2 separate regions of the Xenopus laevis genome follow, and region 1 is linked to region 2. Evidence: chromatin contacts called from public Hi-C data. All regions are on one chromosome and are shown on one strand. The core of a region is the stretch at or near the end of the contact, and the rest is flanking DNA. Distances in the headings are between cores, read along the strand shown. Region 1 overlaps LOC108710233 (slit homolog 3 protein). Region 2 holds the start of LOC108710233 (slit homolog 3 protein).

Region 1 (6,590 bases), core at 2,894-5,393, 200 kb after region 2:
ATTTAATCTTTACATGATTTTATAGATTTAAAGGTTGAAGATCCAAATTATAGAAAGATCTGTTATCTGGATAACCCCTGGTCCCGAGCATTCTGGATAACAGGTCCCATACCTGTAATACATTTTTTTACTGATGTTTCATATTGTCTTATTTATTAATATGATTAAAATGAGACTAAACCATTACTGTTCTAAATGTTGTCCCTTTAAGAAACCTAAAAGTATTAAGGGCCACCAGGAAAGCAAGACTATAACACGTGTTGTAAAGCAGCAATCAAGAAAATGGGGCAACAAAATAGTTTCATTTGCAAAGATTAAAACATTTTTAAGCACATTAATAATAAAAAAAAAAGATGCAGAAAATGTGGCCCCATTAAAAAATGTAGGTATTATGGTTACAAATGTTGGTATACATAGAGCACATTCCATTTTTTTTTTTATTATTAAACTAAAACAATGCCACACTGAAAACTAATCTTGAGCTGTAAAATATAAAACAGTTTAATATTTATATATTTCTGACAGGTCCATGGAACTGTTTAACTATCTCCTGTTTCTTATTATAGAGGTGTAGTGTTTAACACGTGGGAAACTGTTTAACAAGGAAAATAAATCCTCTAAAGATGGGTTAGATATATATATATATAATAACTTTAACAAAGTTTATGGGGGTTATTTATTGAAGTCCAAATGCAAAAAACTTAAAAAAGTCCATTTTTTTTTTACTATAAAATCCAAATTCTTGGGTGGAAAAAAAACCTCGAATTTTTTGAGATTTGTTATACCTCGAGGATGCAAAAAGTCAGAATCCAAAGATCCGCCATCTCAGACATGCCGAGGTTGTATATAAGTCAAGGGAAGAAGTCCCTATCCAATTTGGAAGTTTCTGTGGTCTGCACATTAGCCCAAAAATGTCAGGCTTTTTGGTTAAAAATCAGAAAAATTAGGGCTTTTTCGGGGAAAAAAAGTGTAATATATAAATAAAACATTTTTATGGGAGGAAATCTCCTTGGTGCGCTTCCTTTTCTACAGAACAGAAGGTTGTAGCTGCCATTATATTGTAAAGGTTTGTAGTACGATGTAGTAGGACATCACAATTAAGATAGAGTTACAGTTAAAGTTGCCATTTGGTTACTTTTGGAAAGGATTTCATGATGGATTGCATACATTATTCTTCATGATATGTTTATGCCTTAAGTTTAGGTGATTTGTCTGTTGAACCCACACATTATTAATATACTATCCATTCTCTTGATGCTTCACGGGAAGTTGTAGTAGGTGTGAAAGAGTTTATTTGTAGTAGGAAAAGAGTTTTACATCAATACGGTGTCTGACTACAGGCCAGATGAGACTTGTCAGCTCTTGTGAATTATTCTGAGTTTATGCTTTCAGGAATTTTATTTAATATTTCACAGGCAATTTTATAAATTCCAACTATCTTTATAACACACTGTTTATTTCAATAAATCAGGTGCTGAGAACAAAATGTCCTACTCTTCTGTAAACAAAAGGCTGACAGTTCATGCAAACGTTTTTTCACAAGCCGCACTTTTAAAAGAAAATGACATTCAAAGGAATACTTTAATCACTAAATTTCCATTTTCCATATGTTTCTTTTTCTTATAAACTCCCAAATAATGGGCCAGATTCAATTTAGTGAGAAAATGTTATCTGGTGTTTTACCAAGTGAAAACTCAAGAACGAGATTCAATTCGAGGAGATAAAACTTCTTAGTTCCACTTTTTCCCTTAGTCTTCAATAGAGTTTTTTTTTCTCACTAACTTGAATCAAGCCCAGTGTTGGAATTTATTCTATCACTGAATATATCCAGTTTTCAAAAATTCCACTTTCTAAAAAATGCAGAAATCTTTCCATTGCGTGTTTCATGATCTTTTCACTAAAAATTCAGATTTTATACTTAAATTTTTTTTTTCCGGGTTTTTGGCATTCGGAGTTTAGTAAATAAACCCTGTATGTGATCGATCAATGACCTTTAGTGGCCAGCCGTACAGTTTGGGAACCACTGCCCCAGGGAGTATAAAGATATGTGCTAGGGACTTATTTAGCTATCGAGCCTGGATCATTAGCATATAAATAAATATAATTTGCTGCATGAATATGTAACAATATAATATTTCAGTGTTTGAAAAAATAATAATAGAAAGGTGATAATAAATGGTACAAGTTGTTGCCAAAATGTGTTAACTCACCAGAGATAGACATGTGCTTTCAGGAGTCACACACCGTATATCACAGAGAGCCTGTCAACACCAACCTAGCCACTTCTCTTCCTTCACATTTACAGGCACCTCGTAAAATTCACGCCTATAAGGGGATAAGGCCACAACATCAGTGCCTACTTCAAAATAACAGAACATGATCTAAATGTTTAAGTGGTTGAATGCAATGCTGTTTCCCAGCAGATGTATATCCTAAATGGATGTGACGGGCTCTTAGTTCTGGGACGCGGCGACACGAAATAGTCTGTTTCTGAATCTGAAGAATAATGGTATTCAATAATATTGCAAAATAGACAATTAATGGCTTTATGTTACTTATTTAACACTGTACGTGGGCAATGGTATTCTCTGCTAGCACCCTGTAACCCTATCTGGAAATCTAATGCACAGGTTTAAAGAGAAAAAATGAGCACTTTTTGCATATATACAGAGAATTTGCATCACTGCTTTCTGGGCACTTTAACTAGTCTGCTTCTGGTAACAACAATTCCATTGGAAGGGCCTTTCCTTTTGCTTTTCCACCTTTCCATAGATTTCTGCCTCCTTGTCATAGGCAGCAAAATGATTAGATTTAGAGAGATTCTCATGTAGATTTTAGAAAGAACTTCTTTTGGTTAGACTGTTTTTAGACTTGCCCAAGGCCTCTGGAAGTCTTCTCCAGGAAGTGTAAGCCGGGGCCCAAAGGGATACTATATTTTAGTGGTGCCATCTCAGGGACCAAGGTTAAAGTCCAATAATACAAGCCTTACTTCCAAAGGAGTTTACATCCCATTAAGAATCAGGCCCGGATTTGTGGAAAGGCCACCTAGGCCCGGGCCTAGGGCGGCAGGATTTTAGGGGGGCGGCATGCTGCCGAACCACACCCACATTGGTTCAAAAACACTGGGAATGCGCTCCATGGAGATACAATCATTTTTTAATTTTTCTGTGCACCAATCCCCATTACTCCAGTCCAGATGATGAAAGGGTAAGGGACAGGGGGCGACGAACGGCAGTGGGCCTAGGGGCGCCCACTATGTAAATCCGGCCTTGTTAAGAATAACAGACAGGCCAACTTCTGGAACTGTGCATTGACCTGCCCTGTGCAACGACATTTCTGATACCTACTATGAAGCTAGTTTATTGAATTTACAAATGTATATATTTCTTCACTCTTTTGTCAAACAGACCATCAAAAATAAGAAAAGCCATAAAGATCCAATTTATTTAGAACTAAAGATAAAGTGGCAGAATTATTGGGGGGAGGAGGTGCAAAAAGATTATTCCACATTCTGGAGGGTGGAGAGAATGTATATCTTCATTGGCCGATTCTGTTAATTCTTTTAAGAGTGGCTTGGATGATTTTTTGGACAGACATAATATCAAAGGCTATTGTAATACTAAACACTATAGTTAGTATAGATATGGGTATATAGAATTTATGTGAGAGTAGGGAGGGGTGTGTGTATGGATGCTGGGTTTTCATTTGGAGGGGTTGGACTTGATGGACATTGTCTTTTTTTAACCCGATTTAACTATGAAACTATGTAACTATATTTAGGGGCTGTGAAAAATTGGAACTGCAGTAAAAGTTGGAACTGCTGGCAAGATTTTTGGGGGGCTATGGCCTACATAGTCATAATGCCTGTGCTAGAGTCCAGCGCAGATCCATTTTTTAGAATCCGCAACCAGCATTTTTACCCGTTCCGACCCGCTACCCGATCCGCAAGTACCTTATCCGCAACCTGGACCCGCGACCCGCTGACCATCAAGAATCAGGTTGTGCTGTCATTGTAAACCAGAAGTGACATCATCGGAAGTAGGCGTGAGCAGAAATAAGGAGTAAAAATCACTATTGAGAAAACCCGCGGCCCAACCCGTGACCCGCAAACCCACAGAACCGCCGACCCGCGTTTATAACCGCACCTGGAACTTCTACCCACAACCCGCAGGGTACCGCAGTTTTTCATGGGTACCCAACCCACTGCAGACCCTGTGCCTGGGGGCAGGGAGTGTGACTATTTGAGGGCGAAGCCCCATGGTGTCTGTCAGGAGGTCATTAGTGAAGCAGAAATGCTGCAAGGAGATACCCCAGGTGGTAAAGATGATTGGGAGGAAGCATAAGGGGGCGTTCCAGTGCAAATTTCGAATCAGGGCAAAAGGCACTAGTTATGTTACTCATGAGAAAAAAAATGTACCCTGCTGTGAAGTGGCAAATTATATTGTATGAATTAAGAATTTGCATTTCTATAAACATTGGAGTAAAAAAAATATTTGTATATTTTAGCCATTAAAAAAAGTCTGTGTATTTATATGTGTGTGTATATATATATATATATATATATATATATATATATATATATATATATATATATATATATATATATATTTATACATGTTATCAAAAAATCTTGTCTGCACTAATCTGTAAAGAACAGTATGAGTGGTAAAAAATACTCTCATGTCATATAAATAAATATAAATAAGACTGCCCTTGCTTGCTTCTCCTAAAGCCTGTAGGTTAGACTTGTGTTGTGACAGTACGCCATTGATTGTTTAGACTGTGCCATTTAAGTGTGGCCATGGGCAGGGTTTAAGGGCAAGAAGAATAAACAGTTTGGAGTAGCTTTATAAATATCCTTTAAGTGTTTACACCGATGGCCAATTTGGTGCTTTTGAAAATACTAATGAGAATGACTTTCAAGTTGTCAGCCAAGAGTTTGCTAAGTGCGATAAAAGGCTGTCTAATCCATCCACTGGCCACTTGTGTCTGATGGCACAACAGCATTTACAGCGTCTGACATTATGCATAGTTGTAGGTCACTGGTCTGTTAAGAGTTAAAGCCCTGGTTTTTAGACATTTGAAATTTCAGATGTAGACCGACTTCAGAAAGGTCAACAATTTGAGCAAAGGATATATCTAGTAACTAGACATGTATTGTTAGTAAATGATTATTTTTACAGGGTGGCAGGGTTACATAAATAGAACATTTGGAGACATTCTTCGAGCTTGACATTATGTTTTGAAACACCTCATCTACTGGAATTACTTTACAACTGTAAATTAGAATAATTTACAAAACAGCAATCTCTATAAATGATTTGTTCCCAGACTGTGGGGGTTGGCCCCCTTGGGGAGGGGGGATACGACACGATGTACAGGATAGGGGGACTTTTTAGATGACCAATATGAATGAGACGGCACAAACTTCCAACAAGAGCTCGGACTCAGAGCCCTTCCCCCGCAAAAGAACTTCCAAGGGTCAAGGTGCGCACTTCAACTTTATGGCCACAATCAACCAGCCACCCTCTTGCCCGCCAGTCCTCCCTCCTGCCCTTTCTTTCACCCACCCATTTTCTTTCCCACCCTCTAGACTGCACGCCGTCCCTCTCACCCGCCCATCCTCCCTTCCCTCGCCATCCCATCTTCCCTCGCCCGCCCATCCGCCCTTCCCTCGCCATCCCATCTTCCCTCCCCCTCGCCCGCCCATCCTCTCTTCCCTCACCATCACATCTGCCCTCCCTCTCTCCAGCCCATCCTCCCTCCCTCTCGCCTACCTATCCTCCCTCTCACCTACCTATCCTCCCTGCTATTATGTAGAATTGATACCTGCTATGTAGAATAGATACAGGTGTGGGACCTGTTAACCAGGGGTTTTCTGGATAATGGATCGTTCCGGTAATTTGGATCTTCATACCTTAAGTCTAATAGAAAATCATGTAAAGATTAAATAAACTCAATAGGCTGGTTTTGCTTCCAATAAGGATTACTCATCTTAGTTTGGATCAAGTACAATGTACTGTTTTATTACTATGCAGAAAAGGAAAGTTATTATAAGAAATTCGAATTATTTGGATAGAATGTAGTCTATGGGAGAAGGCCTTTCCATAATTCGGAGCTTTCTGGAAATATCCGTTATCTAGAAAACCCCAAGTTTTCTGGATAACAGATCCCCATATCTGTATAAGGTACTGTTTTATTACTACAGAGAAATCATTTTTATAAATTTGGCCCCCTCATTATACTGATTGCAGAACGCCCACGAGACAAGTCATTTTTGTAATACTGATATTATACAATGTTGTGTTCCATTTGCATTGTTTATCACCTTTTATAAACAAAAACAAAAATATAAGTTAATAAAAATTCAGTCTATAGGAGACGGCCTTCCCATAATTTGGAGCTTTCTGGATAACGGGTTTCCGGATAACAGATCCCATATAGAAAGAGAATTGTATTTGCTCTCTGCAAGCTCCTACTTCTTATTTCACTGTATATTTAAAGGCTCACTGTATTATAACATAAATATTTTTGAATCCTTGGTATATTAGAATATATTAACTGGTTTTTTTTTTCACCCCCATATACAT
Region 2 (7,158 bases), core at 340-2,839:
TCGAAGTAATTTTTTGAATACTTCAACCATCGAATAGGATACTACGCCTTCGAATTTACTTCGACTTCGGTTCGAAGTAAAAATCGTTCGAATATTCGACCATTCGATAATCGAAGTACTGCCTCTTTAAAAAAAAACTTCGACTTCATACTTCGCCAAATTAAAGCTACTGAAGTGCAATGTTAGCCTATGGGGACCTTCCACAGCACTTTTCTACGTTTTTTTTTTTGATCGAATAGAAGTCCTTTGATCGATCGATAAAATAGTTTGAATCGTTCGATTCGAACTATTTATTCGTTCGATCGTACGGTTTCTATTCGATCGTTCGAATACGTTAAAAACCTTCGACTTCAATATTCGAAGTCGAAGGGTTTCAATTCGAGAGTCGAATTTCGAAGTTTTTTTAACTTCGAAATTCGACCCTTAGTAAATCTGCCCCTTATTGTTGTTGCTATTTTTTATGACTCCTCTTTCTTATTCAGTCCCTCTCCTATTTGTATCCCAGTCTCTAACTCAAATCAATGCATGGTTACTGGGGTCATTTAGACCCTAGCCACTAGTGATGGGTGAATAAATTCACCTAGCACGAATTTGCGGGGGAAGATTTTTCTGTGAAAAGGTTCGAATTGCTCGATTTTATTGTGAAAAGGTTCGAATTGCTCGATTTTTTCGTAAAAACGTTCGAAGTGCTCGATTTTTTTTGTGGAAATGTTCAAATTCATCTATTTTTTGGTGAAAACTGTAGAATTTTACGTTTTTTTTGTAAAAACTGTAGAATTTCCCGATTTTATGGGGAACTTTCCGATTTCACTTTTTTTGCGCTAATTTTTTGCCGTTTTGCAAATTTTGCGGGAAATTCGCTAATTTTTTATATTTATGTAAGTGTGTGTGAGTATTTGAGAAGTTAAAGATCCTCCTCCTCTTCTCACCGTCGTGAAAAGTTCGAAGTGCTCGATTTTTTTGTGAAAATGCTCGAATTTCTCAATTTTTTTGTGAAAACGGTAGAATTTCACGTATTTTTCGTAAAAACAGTAGAATTTCACGATTTTTTTGTAAAAACGGTAGAATTTCACAATTGTTTCGGGAACTTTCCGATTTCACGTTTTTTTGCCAATTTTTCGCCGTTTCGTGAATTTTGCGGGAAATTCGCAAATTTTCCCGGCGAAGCGAAACGGGAGAGATTCGCCCATCACTACTAACCACTAAATGGCTGACATTGCAAAATGGAAAGCTGCTGAATAAAAAGCTAAATAACTCATTAATGAAAAATGAAAACCAATCGCAAATTGTCTCAGAATATCCCTCTCTACATCCTACTAAAAGTTAACTTAAAGGAGAACAACCCCTTTAAGGAATGATGATCCAAATTACGGATAGATCCATTATCCATTAAATCCCAGCTCCCGCACATTGTTGATAACAGGTCTCATATATATATATATATATATAAATAAATGTATAAAAATAAATATACAAGTAAGTGTGAGTATTTGAGAAGTTAAAGACCCTCCTCCTCCTCCTCCTCTCACCTTCCCCGTACTCTCGCTCAGCAGCGGGCTGCCCCGGGCGCTGAAGAATTCCCCTACGTCACTGGACGATTTGGCCAATCGCAAGAGGCGCTCTGATTTTGGAGGGGGCAGGAGTGAATTCATTTAGACTTTCTCACTCCGCGGAGGGAATGTAGCGCCAGGCGCCGGCAGAGCTTGAAAGTGAGTGGTAATAGGTCGGTAACAGCTCCGAGCCTCAGTCTCGCGTCCGGCAACGGGTGCAGCTCGGAAACAGCGACTCGGCATCTCTCGGACTCGTCCTTAGAATGCGGCGATACCGGCTGTGACCGCACGAGGGCAGCACATGCATGACTAGAACGTGTTCTCCTTTGCATCCCGTTGATTTCCTCTCTTTATTATACCTGTTTCACCCCCCAACTGGAATAGGAAAGAAGAATTGTTGTTTTGTTATTCTACTACTACTGCTACTACTTCTACTACTACAAGTGAGCAAGTTGCAAGGGAAAGTGCGGAGTGGGAATCTCTTGCTACTTCCCTCAGCACAAGCATGACATTGCAGTTGGTCTCTTTACATGCTGTTCCCCTTGGAGAGTGCTAAAGCCCAGCAGATTGAGTTGTGGAAGAGGGGACATTGCTGTGCCCATCATGCTGCCTCTTTACAGAGGGATCTTTTTGCCCTTGTGCCTCTGGAGTTTATTAACCTTTATTGCCCTGGTCAGTGGCTGCCCCAGCAAATGCACATGCTCTGGCCCTAATGTGGATTGTCATGGGCTCGGATTAAAGACTGTGCCAAAGGGGATCCCCAGGAATGCGGAGAGACTGTAAGTATCCATGCACCCTGTATGCTTGCTCATAATGGATATATGGAACCCCTTCTCTATTGCTAATTGTTCTTTTCTCTCTCTCCTTTTAAAATTAATGAATGTTTTATTCCTTTGATTTAAGCCTGAAATGATTACAAAGCCCTGTACATTTAATTAAAGGAACATAGGGGTTTTTTTTGTACAGGGAAGTAGTAGAACATAGTGGATGACTGAAGCTTAAAGCTTATTGCACCCTCAAAGTTTTTTAAAAAAAAATCCTGGCATATTTAGTGATATTTGGGAAGGCTTATTCTCCTTCCCCCCCCTCCTCAGCATTCAAGGGTCGGGGTTAGGGTGTTAAGAGTTATTATTTAGGGCGAGGAGTGGCCAGCCTGACAGCTATATTGTCAACATACAGGGCTGGTAAAGGATATCTTGGTTAAAGAAGGTTCTTGTCTGACTGGCTGCTGAGCATGGAAAGTGACACTACACAAGAGCCGAAGGAAAGGAGGTCATGCATACACCTAGTTTGCCTCATGCTGGAAACAATTTCTTCCTGAAATCAGTTTAAAAGGAAATTTATACCCCCGAACAATGTAGATCTCTATAAAAATATATTGCATAAAGCAGCTCATATGTAAAAACCGTGCTTCATGTACCATTTTCATAACAATATACTTTTCTATTAGTATGTGCCATTGGGTAATCCTAAATAGAAAATTGCCATTTTAAAAAAATATGGGCCGCCCCCCTGGCATCGTAAGATTCACGGTGCACACAAACATAAGAAACAAACCATACTCGTTAGGTCACAGGTGCCAATTAACAGAGTTCTGACTTTTGCTTCCACACTTCTTCCTGTTACACAGTTAGAGCTGCAGTATTTCTGGTCAGGTGATCTCTGAGGCAGCACACAGACCATCACAAAATGGTGGTTCAAGGCAAGAGATGTAAAAGGACAATATTTACTTAAATATATATACCAGTTTGTTAAGATTCTTTAATATTCCACTTAATATGATATAAACTGTTGCTTAAATATTCATTTTGGGGGTATAGTTTTCCTTTAAGGAAGATTCTATTGCTGAGCCAGTGAATGAGGTGCTGCCCAGAGGTGTAACTACAGAGGAAGCAGACCCAGCGGCTGCAGGGGGACCCAGGAAGTATAGGGGCCCAAAGAAGCCATAATTCATATACAATTTCAATAAATATTGGTAAAACAGCTCAATCTCTAGACATTTTGGGGGCCCGAAAAATAATTTGCTGTGGGGCCAAGTCATGTCTAGTTACACCACTGCTGATGCCCTTTCTATCTGCTCCCTTGTCTTGCACACTTTAATACTGTTCATTTTAGCTGTAAATAAAAACCCACATGAACCATTACTTGCCCCCCTGGTGTTGCTCTAACCCAGTGGTCCCCAACCAGTAGCTCGTGAGCAACATGTTGCTCTCCAATCCCTTGGATGTTGCTCCCAGTGGCCCAAAATCAGGTGATTATTTTTGAATTCCTGGCTTGGAGGCAAGTTTTGGTTGTATAAAAACCAGGAGTATTGCTAAACAGAATCTCCTGTAGGCTGTAAATCCACACAGGGGCTGCCAAATGGCCAATCAAAGCACTTATTTGGCACATCAAGAACATTTTTCATGCTTGTGTTGCTCCCCAACTCCTTTTACTTCTGAATGTTGCTCATCGGTTAAAAAGGTTGGGGATCCCTGCTCTAACCCAACTATTGGAATCTGAAAGTTCACCCCCCCTCCCAGCGTTCAGATCAATGATAAGTGACAACACATTTATCACAAGCATGAAAACACATGTACAAGCCTTATAACTATGTATTCATTCATTAGCATGTCAACGCACTTTGTACTGTGTGTGTTTTTTTTTCTTCTGCAGACAAAAAAAAAATCCACCTTGAAATTCAATGAGAGGAGGGAATATATTTGGCTTACCAGGAGGTTATCTTCCTGATTCCTTCTCAGTGTCCCATTTAGACACTTAATCACTGTCTGCCAGACTCTTATCACTTTCAGAACAATGGTCCCAATCACCCCAGCATGAGTGTCAATCTGTCCTCCTTACTTTCCCCCACTTCATTTCTTTGTGCAATATGGTGTCAATTTGTTCCGGCACGACCGCTGCAATTTATACTGCTTATTCTGTTTTTTTTTACTGCTTTGGCATAGGATTATTTAGGGAAAACGTTTGATACACTAGCAATTAGTGGCTTTACAGAAGCAAGTCATTTGCTGTGTTATACAGGAAACCTTTTTCAAGGAACAGTTAAACAGAAGATGTAGGAGACCATATACAAGGCACTGCCCCCCAAAATAAAGTTCATTCACAACCCCCCAGCAGCTTGCCCAGTTCCAAAGTTGTAGATGACCAGGATCCAAAAGCCCATTAACTACCGTATGTATGTGTAATCAGGCTGTGGATGGACTCCAATTGCAACGTCAGCTTAAAAAAATAATTTAAAAGTACTTTAAGCTAATAAACCAGATAAGAAAGAAATGTAAAAAAAAGTGTAGGTTTTGCCGAATCCAGAGAGTAAGTAATAAAGGATAGTGAATGAAGTGTGGAAATGATATCTGCAGAATGTTTCTACTTCAGGCTAGTTAAGCAGAAACACATCATAAATCATCTAAAGATGAGCACTGCATTTAACATAAACCTTTTTTTTTATTGTTGCTCAATGCGGGCAGCAAAAAAATTCACTCTGCCATATAAAATTTTATTCCTGAACCAACGAATATATTTATTTAAGTTGCACTATTGGTTTTGTAGGCGCCATCTCAGGTCATTTTGCCTGGCCATGTGCTTTCAGAAAGAGCCAGCACTAGGATGGAACTGCTTTCTGGCAGACTGTTGTTTCTCCTACTCAATGTAACTGAATGTGTTGCAGTGGGACATGGATTTTTACTACTGAGTGCTGTTGTCAAATCTACCAGGGAGTTGCTATCTGGTTACCTTCCCAATGTTCTGCTGATAGGCTGCTGAGGGGGAAGATATCACTCCATCTTGCAGTACAGCAGTAAAGAGTGACTGAAGGTTATTAGGGATGCATCGAATCCACTATTTTGGATTTGGCCGAACCCCCAAATCCTTTGAGAAAGATTCAGCAGAATACAGAATCTGAATCCTAATTTGCATATTCAAATTAGGTGTGGGAAGAGGAAAACATTTTTACTTACCTTGTGCCAAAAAGTCACGCAATTTCCCTCCCCATCCCTAATTTGCATATCCATAATTAGGATTTGATTTGTCCGAATCCTGCTGAAAAAGCCAGAATCCTGGCCGAATCCTGAAACGAATCCTGGATTTGGTGCATCCCTAAAGTTTATCAGAGCACATGACTGGGGGCACCTGGGAAACTGACAATATGCCTAGCCCCATGTCAGATTTCAAAATTAAATATAAAAAAAAAATCTGTTTGCGCTTTTGAAAAACATATTTCAGTGCAGAAGTCTGCTGGAGCAGCACTATTAACCGGTGTGTTTTGAAAAAAACATGACAGTATCCCTTTAAGTAAAGACCCGCTTTTATCGTCCGGCTCATTTTCAGTGAGCATTTTGTGCTTTGCTGCTGAAACTTGTCATTTGGTTTTATCACTTTGCATATGGTGATTGTTCAACCTGCAGGTCGGTGGTATAATATATTGAATATGTGCTGCTATACTATACTTTAATAACTGACAGTGAGTTGATGTGCAAGCAGGGTTAGCGAGACGCAGTCTATACACCAAACTTGTTTTGCAGCTTTGGGAAATAATTGTACCTGGGCTGCTCTTTTTGTAGCAGGAGGTTTCACAGTCAATGTGCTTCCCAATAAGATCATATGTAATTAGTCTTTTTTGCAGTATGAATTCTGTATCTGCTCTGGCTCTGGCCCGTGAAGTTGCACTCAGCACCGATGTGTCTGTTTTGCCTAATGTTCAGAATCGAGGGCAAGATCTCCTATTGACACTGGCGAACCCTGGAGCCACCACCACTTTCGAAGTGGTGGTAGCTCTGGGGTTCACTAGTGTCAATAGGGGATCTTGCACTTCTATTGTAGTGGGAACCTTGGAGCTACCACCACCTCGAAAGTGGTGGTAGCTCCAGGGTTCCCACTACAGGCTGCACCAATTAATGCATTCCTAAATGTGTGCTGAAAGTCTTCTATAAAAGTGACATGGCTATCAAATAGACTGAGAAGGTTTCCTTACTGTATAAGAACATCATAGGACCTGTAGAGGTTGTCTATGCCTCCAAAATGTATTCAACCATCATTGATCAACTGCACCTTTCAAATACATCTGGGGCAACAGGGATGACTAGATCACCCAGTAGTATCTAAATGCATTGACTTAGGGTTCATGAAGAGCTAGGGGGAGGCAGCACAGGAGAACACTCAGGTATCTATCACTAACATAGCAAGAAGGCTCACGGAAGTTATATGCCCCACCACAAATTAAGGTGCACAATCTACAATGCCTGGACAGTAATACATAGCAATTTCTGAATGACTAGTAAGTGCTACTTGGGAAAAGCGACTGCCTCTTTCATTCCCAAATGCAAATCATTAGTGGCATTCCCCAGTGGAATAGAGGGAATGTAGTGGGGCACTTTAGGAAACGGGCTGCTTAAGAGTAGTAAAGTTTTTCTAGCCTGGCTTTGTGGGGCCCCAGGGTAAATCAGCAGTCAAGGAGCTGCTGTTTGTAAATCTATTAAAGGGAAAACGGCATAAAAACAAAAATTTGATGTGCATTTAAAAAAAACAAAAAAAAACAACTATAATCAAGTTACTCTTCATGATCCCCCTTCAGCAATATATCTCTCTACATGCAGCTTTGTGTCAGAGTTATGAG

The links. A called contact is a pair of places that touch in the nucleus more often than the background predicts.
Region 1: a Hi-C map of the XTC cell line shows a contact between it and region 2, with 3 times the contacts expected there. The contact joins the enhancer-like site here to the promoter of LOC108710233 in region 2. A contact is called at or near these places in 2 of 4 Hi-C or Micro-C datasets (the XL177 cell line and the XTC cell line).

The regions. Positions count from the first base shown.
Region 1 is chr3L:39,744,353-39,750,942 of Xenopus_laevis_v10.1, forward strand. The region is part of intron 4 of LOC108710233 (slit homolog 3 protein); the gene reads left to right. Among protein-coding and RNA genes, the nearest start is that of LOC108710233, 200 kb to the left of the region's middle. Within about 2 kb of position 4,144, at least 1 of the 7 cell types and tissues checked has an H3K27ac peak or open chromatin away from gene starts, as enhancers often do.
Region 2 is chr3L:39,549,018-39,556,175 of Xenopus_laevis_v10.1, forward strand. LOC108710233 (slit homolog 3 protein) reads left to right here and starts at 1,590. Exons shown (of 36, transcript XM_041586150.1): 1 at 1,590-2,329. The coding sequence starts at 2,154.